Regions from separate parts of the Mus musculus genome. Here regions 1 and 2 are each linked to region 3. A link is a contact called in public HiChIP or PLAC-seq and promoter capture Hi-C data. All regions are on one chromosome and are shown on one strand. The core of a region is the stretch at or near the end of the contact, and the rest is flanking DNA. Distances in the headings are between cores, read along the strand shown. Region 1 holds the start of Stmn1 (stathmin 1). Region 2 holds the start of Ahdc1 (AT hook, DNA binding motif, containing 1). Region 3 holds the start of Rps6ka1 (ribosomal protein S6 kinase polypeptide 1).

The links. Promoter capture Hi-C pulls out the DNA fragments that hold promoters and counts their contacts. HiChIP or PLAC-seq counts read pairs in DNA pulled down with a chosen protein or histone mark.
Region 1: a contact with region 3 is called in an H3K4me3 HiChIP or PLAC-seq map of forebrain, with 4 times the contacts expected there. The contact joins the promoter of Stmn1 here to the promoter of Rps6ka1 in region 3. A contact is called at or near these places in 1 of 39 promoter capture datasets (pre-B cells) and 3 of 115 datasets of contacts at active chromatin or transcription factors (forebrain, large pre-B cells and pancreatic cancer cells).
Region 2: a promoter capture Hi-C map of pre-B cells shows a contact between it and region 3, with 2.2 times the contacts expected there. The contact joins the promoter of Ahdc1 here to the promoter of Rps6ka1 in region 3. A contact is called at or near these places in 2 of 39 promoter capture datasets (cranial neural crest and pre-B cells) and 1 of 115 datasets of contacts at active chromatin or transcription factors (embryonic stem cells).

Annotation. Positions count from the first base shown.
Region 1 is chr4:134,466,916-134,469,615 of GRCm38.p6, reverse strand. It overlaps Stmn1 (stathmin 1), which reads right to left and starts at 1,296. Exons shown (of 5, transcript NM_019641.4): 1 at 1,187-1,296.
Region 2 is chr4:133,010,190-133,012,889 of GRCm38.p6, reverse strand. It overlaps Ahdc1 (AT hook, DNA binding motif, containing 1), which reads right to left and starts at 1,384. Exons shown (of 7, transcript NM_146155.3): 1 at 1,367-1,384; 2 at 603-700.
Region 3 is chr4:133,886,529-133,889,228 of GRCm38.p6, reverse strand. It overlaps Rps6ka1 (ribosomal protein S6 kinase polypeptide 1), which reads left to right and starts at 1,432. Exons shown (of 22, transcript NM_009097.5): 1 at 1,432-1,659. The coding sequence starts at 1,597.

The DNA.
Region 1 (2,700 bases), core at 47-2,546, 580 kb before region 3:
CTCACAGTGAGAAAATGAAGTTGTATGAACCTCTAGGTTTCTTTTGAGGGCAGGGTCTACTTAATCCAGGCTGGCTGTAAAATTACAATCCTCTTGCCTCAGCCTCCTCAGGGTAGAGGGGTGGGGTTTAGCCCACTGGGTTAACACTTAACATTTGCAAAGCCCTGGGTTCCATGTTCGATGCATACATGGGCGGGGGGGGGGGGCAGCTTCTGAGTGTTGAGATTACAGACAAGCGCCACCACACCCGCCTGAGGTTTGTCACATTTGATGCCTTATGTCGCAAACATTTTTTTCAACAGTTCTCGAGTATTTTTTTTAAAAAGATCACCATTCTTTTAGCCCCGAAGCGTATGACTAAAGGTTCCAAACACTAGACACTGCAAAAACGAAGCAACGAAAAAAAATGCATTTATCTGTAGCAGAGCACCCAACGCAGCAGACTACACAGCATGGGCGTGGTCCTGGCCCAGGCGGGCAGGCTGGCGGCCCGGGCCAATCAGAACACGCCCTACGCTCCGGCCCCTGGCCCCGCCCCTCGGCTCCCCGCGCCTTTTCGAATCTCCGCGAACCTCTCCACGCTCGGGAGCCCGCGCGCGTGGGCAGCGACAGAATGGGCGGGGCCAACGGTCCTCCGGGGTGGCCCCGCCCCTCTCGGGCTGGCAGCGCGCGGCCGTCTGCCCCCCAACTCCCGCCAAAAACACCTCGCGGACACGCAGCCCTGGGGTGGCTGTAGAGGGCTCGGTCGCACGGCCTTCACCCACTGACGGAGTGCCCAGAGCTGTCCGGGACCACCGCCCCGAAGCCCCGGGAGACCGGGCGGGCGCCGCCCCTCAGCAGCACGAGCGCCCCCAGCCTCGCTCTCCTTCAGACAATGGGGACCCCCCGAACAGCCGCGCCCGCCGGGCGGTAGATGCAGAGGACGGCTCACGCCTCCTATTGTCTCCACGCTCGCACCCGGGCTAAAGCCCAGCGCTGGCCGCGCCCCCTCCCCTCCAGCCCGCATCTCCAGGGAATAGGGACAAAAGCCAAGGCTCCGCCCGAGCTCCACACAAAAGACCAACGCCCCCCACCCGCTGGGGCTCGGGGTCTCCGCCCATCTCCTGTGCCCGGCTGGGGGACCCGCCGCGTTCCCGGCTGCTCCCCAGCCCGCCGTAGCCTCCGCCTAAGCCAAGCCTGCACCCACCTGCTCGGTCCGAGCCGCCTGGCCACACTCTGAGCACCAACAGACCTGGGCGCGCACAAAAGCGCCAAACAGCGGCACGTGACCCAGACCAGGCGCTCCGCATTGGCTGCGGGTGACGGCACGTGCCAGTCCCGCCCCGAAGCCTGGAGAGCACCGCCTCTCTGGAGAGAAGCATTTCGGGAATTGTAGTCCGGGCCAGGGGGGCAGGAGGACAATGCTAGGGGTGGGGCACTCCTGGTGGGGGGTCTCTCTAGGTGTTAGCCGGGACTAGCGTGGGTGGGTGGGGTGTCTCTGATCGGAAGAGCATTTGGCTGCGGCCGCAGGACTGAATCGGTTATGGGACTCTCTTTAGGAAAACTGCAGGGCGAGGTGAGGAGCAGGGGAGGGGTCGGTCCTAACCTACTTCTTTTAGACCTCGACCGACTGGACTCTACCTCTACCCAGCCATAGGAGTTTATTTGGCTCCCTAAGCAATATCCCTTTTGATGCCATACCCCTCCCGGTCGCCTAAAACGCCCGAAACCCTGTGACAAGATAGTGCCACTCCACGCCCCTGCACGATCCTCTACCCTCGGTGTCCTATCACGGACACACGGCAGCTTGTCACCTGTAGCGCAACAACGCAGTCCCTAACCCATTTCCTACTGGCAGATTACGGGCGTGGTTCTTCCCTTGGCCACTTGCATTCTACCCTTCAGCCTCCCGAGCTGGAAACACTGGGATCTAGGCAGGACAGCGGGAGGCTCTGGAATCTGATCTTGGGTTTAACAAAGCCACTAAGCTTAAAGGCAGACTCCATCTGGACTGCTAAAGCCTTGCGGTGACAGGAAAGGGAAGGGAAGAGCGATGGCAGTTCTAGATACACTTTGCTCCTTTTGTTCTGAAAGCACGTGCTCCCTAGAGCGGGGCTGGGCTCACTTTGAGAATGTAAACAAAAGGAGCCACAAGGTCACGGTTCCCTCTGGCCGGGATAAAGCAAAACTATAGCAGAGACACAAAGGAAATTAGCGTGACCCTGTCTGTCTAAGAACCTCTTCTCTCTGCTGACCAAAGCTGTGTCCCCACGAGGTGGTCATTTCCCCAAAGCACCTGCTCAGAAACTCTTCATTGGGTTTACCATTTTATTAATGGATTTGGTCTCTCAAAAGCCAACCCATACATACAACAGCTTCTGTGGAAACAATCCTAATTTTAAAACAATCCTACATCTGCTTAACCAAGAGGGAAGCACCCGAGATAAAATACAATAGGCATACAGGACAGTGAAAACTGTATTGTGCAGACAACGTACAAAGCAAGCAATTGGCAAAGTACAGTTGTCTGGAATATGCTTATAGAGGCATATTTTCCAGCAATTGCCCTTGCGTGGGGTCAGTCTCCCTCTGCCCCCGCCCCAGCCAGTCTAAGTGGTTCTTGCTTAGCATGTGAACAACAGGAGCCAGTTCTGCGCAGTGGAAGGCTTTTCCCTCTCAGAACGCAGTCTCACAATGGCCTGATGCTTCAACTTTCAGAAT
Region 2 (2,700 bases), core at 135-2,634, 880 kb after region 3:
CCGCCCCCAAATCCCTCCTCCGCCCCACACCCCCTCCGGGTCATTAGGTCCCCGCCCCTCAACTCCCAGAGCGCCAACGGAACCTTGGGATTTGGGGGCTGGAGGGGAGGGGCTCCTCCCTCCGCAGTCTCCCCTTTTCCCAGCGCCTATCCTAAAATCCAGCCTTGTTCTCCGCTCCCACGGTCCCCCTACATCCCCCCCCCCACATTCTCAGCAAGCTGGAGAGCAAATTGCAGTTTTAAATCCAAAGGCGGAGGGAGGGGGAGGAGGAGGGGGTGCGCGGCAGCTCTGGGCGCGCACCTCGCCCCCGAGCCGGGGGAGCCGCGGGGCGGCCAGGAAACCCGAGAACCCCCCCTCCCCGCCCCCCCTCCCCGTCCACCTCCCCCTCCCCCTTCCCGGCGCTGCCTGCCAGGCTTCGAGCCGAGCCCAGCCGAGCCGCGGGCCCCGGTGGAAACAAAGACCGATCGCACCGCGGGCACCGCAGCCACGGGGTCCGGCGGACCGGACTGGGGGCGCTGGGCCCCCCCACAGTGCGCTGCACAAAAGAGCCTGGCCGGCCGGTCCCCAACCGCGTCTATTGCTGGGCAGGAGGCGCTACTTACCGGAGTGCTGGGCTGCCGGCTCCGTGGGTCCGAGCCAGGCGAGGGGTTTCGGGGGGCGTCTATCTTCCGCCGGCGGCAGCGACACGGGCGCCCGGCTGCTGGGAAGAGGAGTCGTAGAGGAGCCCTGAGCCGCCTGCCGTCGCTGACAGCATGGCTCGCGCCTCGGCTCACATTCTCCGCCGCTAACTCCGCTGGACACGGCCCCCCGCTCCCGCGGCGTCCCCCCCACCACGATTACTCCTTCGCTATCTGCGCCCCACTCGCTTCCCCAGCCGCTCACACACTCTCACAGCCCTGGACACCCCCGCCCCAACCCCCCAATTGCAAACCTGGGAGGGAAGACGCCCCGCGTAGTCCTCCTGCTCCTCCTCCGCCGCCCTCCTCCCTCCCGCTCTGTCTGTCTGTCTGTTTGTCTGCCTGTCTCTATTTCTCTCTCTCTCTCTGCCTTTCTCTGCTCTCCGAGCTGGGTGGGAAAAGGAAATGAGGACAGAAAGCAGACGCTGGCTTTGGGTGGTGGTAGCTGGATTCCCTCTCTCCCTCCCTCCTCCCTCCTCCCCTCCCTCCTCCTGCCTTCTGCTCTCTCCGCTGCGAGCGGGGCTGAGCGCAGCCTGGCGGGTGGCTCGCTCGGCCCGCCCGCCCGCCTGTCTGTCTGTCTGGTCTGCCTCGCTCGCTCCCTCCCTCCGTCTCTCGCCCTCGCCCTGCCTGCCTGCCTGCCTCTCTCCGTCTCCGCCGCCGCCGCCGTTGCCTCTGCGAGCTCGCCTTACCTTCGCTGCTCACCATCCGGAACCCCAGGGGGGAGCGCGCGCAGAGCACGCCGGGACTTGTAGTCCCTGTTCGGCCGCTCCGCGCGCTGTGCGGGCGGGGCCACTCCGGCTGCTCCGACGGCGCGGCCCGGAGCGGACCCTATGCCGGAGTATCCCTGGCCCGGATGAATCCCGTTTTATCTAGGACTGCTGATCCTCCTCAAGGGTTAGGAACATTCCGGGCGTTCCGAGGCCCCTACTCGGGGCTCTGGCTGCGCCAAGGTTGCGGGTGGTAGCGCAGGGGCGGGGTCTGAGAATAAAATGAGTGGAATCGGGCATCAGAGGATGAGCCAAAAGGGCTGCGACTTTCTGGGGTGTCCCAAACACGTTGAGAGGGCCCATGGAGAGACGAGAGGACCTACACTTTCAATTTGGGGACGTTTTTCCTATCAGAAGAGGCGTTTGGCAAGAAAGCCGCTCTGGAAACGCTACAGTCTCCTCCGCATTTCGTGGCCCTTCGCCTCAAACTCAGCCCTGGATTTAGTTCTTCCAGCGCCTACTTTTTATTGTCGTCCACGGGCGGCGAGGGCGCAAAAAATTCTGGACAAAGTGTAGATACCATGCCTTCTGAATTTGAACAATTGTTTGTGAGCGGAATTCAACAGTTCTCCAGCGCCTGCTGCGGCGTGGGGGTTGGGCGCAGCACTTTCACCTACCTCCTCTTCAGGTCACATCTGTTCTCCAGCCCCTGGCTCTGGGCCCCCTGCCTTGCCTATCCCACAGATGGGAATGTGCGCCTCTGAGGAAGGCTTTGTTACCCCCAGGGAGGTGGCTGGACAGCTCTGAAAGGAGAATTGCCGCGGCTGCCATTTACTGAGCACCCGGGCAGCACGGGGTCCTTGGAGCCTTGCAGAAAAAACCCTACGAGACCTTATTTCTATTTTAGATATAAGAGTTCCGGAGCCCAGGTGTCCCGATTAGAAAGTGGTAGATTCAGCATCTGGATAATTTCAAAGCTTCCTTCCTTCCTTAACCCTTGGGCGGTAACAGAGTGGTGATTCCCTCTACTCCACCCCCCCCCCCCCGCGTCCCCGCCATCCTTTACTGTTGATCTTTCTTCCCTGTGTCTATGTGTCCTCCCTTGGCACTAAGGTAGATAAGGTTTGCAGAAGAAACAGATGAGTGATGCAGTGATCACTGCCCTGCTACTTGTCTATTGACTGCTTCTGAGCTGATCCCAACTCATGACTGTGTCTGACATTCCTTTGGCCAATGTCTGCCAACTTAGTCCATCTTGCCCCATGTCCTAAGCTTCTCTAGCAATGCCTTTACTCCCTGATCCACCTGCTTCTGAT
Region 3 (2,700 bases), core at 183-2,682:
CTGAATCTCCTGGATTAAATTTATTTCTATTTATTCATTTATTTATTTACTTAGTTGGGTTTTTGGGGTTTGGGGGGTTTGTTTGTTTTGTTTTGATACAGGTTCTTACTGTGTAGCCCTGGCTGGCCTAGAATTGGCTAAGTAGCCCAAGCTAGCCCTGAACAGAGATCCTCCTGCCTCTGCCTCCCTACTGCTAGGATTAGAGGCGTGAGTGACTTCTCTCCACTTAAAAATGTACTGCATTAAAATGTCTTTATCGGGGAAGGTTGTCCCTGTGCACATTTGTGGAGGTCAAAGGACTGCTTATGAGTTGGTTCTCTTCCACCACATGGGGCCTGGGGATCAGACTCAGGGAAGGCAAGCTCTTTTACCCATTGAGTCCATCCACGGACCCACCCCACACTCTTTTAAACACCAGTGTGCTCCTGACCTGCTGTGTGACTTCGGATAAATAGCTTAGGGTGTCTACTAGGATGGGGTGGAGTCTCAAAAAAAAAATCACAAGCTGCCTGAAGGTGGAGGTCGGAGATACTCAACACGACCTGGCCGGCAAAGCCTGGGTTCCATGGCCATAACCAAGCAAGGAAACGTAACAAAAAATAAATTCCCTATCAATGACGCCTGTCTTCGCTGGAGGCTTTTAATAAACGAGCCAGCTTGTCTTTCACCTGAGAGTAAGTCTCACGACACCTGGGGCCTAAAATCTCCTTAAGAGCAGGCCAAATCTTACTGGAGAGAATCCTGATCCCACCAGAACTGGATTTTGCCTTCTTTCCAGGGACTCCTGCTCAAGTCAGACCACAATCTGGTCTGCCACGGAAGAGGCGCGGACCTGGCCTGAAACCAGCGCCCTCAAGTGATAGGGCACAACAGACTAGGAAGGAGAAAAAAAAATGCGTATTAGGAAATCACCCTGGGGGCGCTGTGGGTCCTGGCGCTGGCTGGCTTGGGACCCGGGGATCACATGGAGACCCCAAAGTGTGGGCTCCCGTGATGTGCACAAGCTTTCGGAAGGGGGCGATCCTAAGGGCTTGGAGAGCTGAGAGCCAGAGGGCACAAGGCCCAGGCTCCTTCCACGCCTCAGTCGGGATCAGGCCCAGGACGTCCCATGTAAATGTGGGGTGGCAGCCCCTCCCCCTGGAGGGAGAAGGCACATCTGGGTTAACATCCCAAAGGCTGCTAGGACAGGACAACGGAGGCCCCAGCGAGGTCTGCAAAGCGGCACAAAGCCCGGGAAAACGGAACCCGCGGAGCCTCCGGTGGGCAGGGCCGACAGTGGGCTGGGGTCTCTCGTGAAGGCAAGGCTGACTCCCGGCGCGTTGGGGGCGGGGGTCCGCGCCGGGAATGCCGCGCCGTGGGGGGACTGGGCGGGGCTACTCAGGCCCCGCCCCCGCGCAGGTAGCCAATGGGCGCGGCGGCGCCGGGTGACGGAGCGAGCCGAAGTGCGAGTGCCGCGGCGGCGGCGGACGGCCCATCCAGAGCGCGAGGGGCTCAGGGGCGTGCGGGGGTCTCGGTGTAGCAGCAGGGACCCCGTGGCCCAGAGGCAGCGCTGCCCGGGGCCGCCGGGAGGAGCGCGGGCGGTCCGGCAGCGGCGCGATGCCGCTCGCCCAGCTCAAGGAGCCCTGGCCGCTCATGGAGCTGGTGCCGCTGGACCCGGAGGTGAGTGAGAGGGGCGGGGGTTGGGGGGACAGGCGGCGGCGGCCGGCCAGCCCGGATCCGCACCGGGGCGGGGCGGGGGCGGCCCGCGGCGTCTCTGCAGCCCCGCGGGGACGTGAGTGCCCTCCGGTCTCTAGCTCACTGTCCGGCTCCACCCCCTTGTGCTCCGGGTGTGCGTGTGTAGGGGATGGTTCTGCTGGGCTCTCAGTACCTCCCTGCAGTAGCCAGGAGAGGAATCTCCACGGTGTGTTGAGATCTGACACCTAGGACCCATCCCGCTTATCATCTTTTAGTAGCTGTGGGAGTTGCCCCAATCAGTGCAGAAGGGAGAAAGGCTTGGGTCAGATGTCTAGGCTTCTACTAGAGACAAGGATCATGGGAATCCGGTTTCTCACCTTAACCTCTCCCCAAGACCTCTCTTCGTTCCTCCACTTCTGACCTTAGGAAGGTAGCCCTGCTGAATCCCAGGCAGTTATGGAACGTGGGACGATACCACCTCTGGAGTTGGAGCCTGCTTTCCTTTGCCCTAAAGCTAATGACACCGGGTCTTCCTACTTCAGATTATGCTGAAGAGTGGGGAAAGTCCTTAGATCTTGTGAAGACTGTCTCTGTAGAAGAGACTCTGCCTCCGTCTTCCTCTCTCCCTCCTTCCTTTCCTGTAGAAAAAGGCTGAGCCCTTGGGCAGTATGGCTTCTGCCACCTAGCCTTTCCCAGAAGCAACTCCTGTCTTTTTTGAGGGCTTTGTGGTCCAACCCTGAGCATGCAGGAGGCCACTTCTGTGCTGTCCTGTCACCCTGGGATCAAGGTCAAGTTTTGAACCAGCAACTTTAAAACTTTCCCTGCTCTCCTGCTGCGAAGGAGGCAGGTGAAACTCTGCCTTCCTTCACTGGAGCTGTTTTGGGGTACAGGAGGCTGGGGTACAGGAGACCTCACTTGATCCCAGAACCTAGATGCTTTTTCTCCTGGCTTGAACCCCTTTACCTATGCTTGGTACCTCAGGTCAGTCACTGTGAGCCCTGTCTCTCAGGACCACGGGCAGAGAGA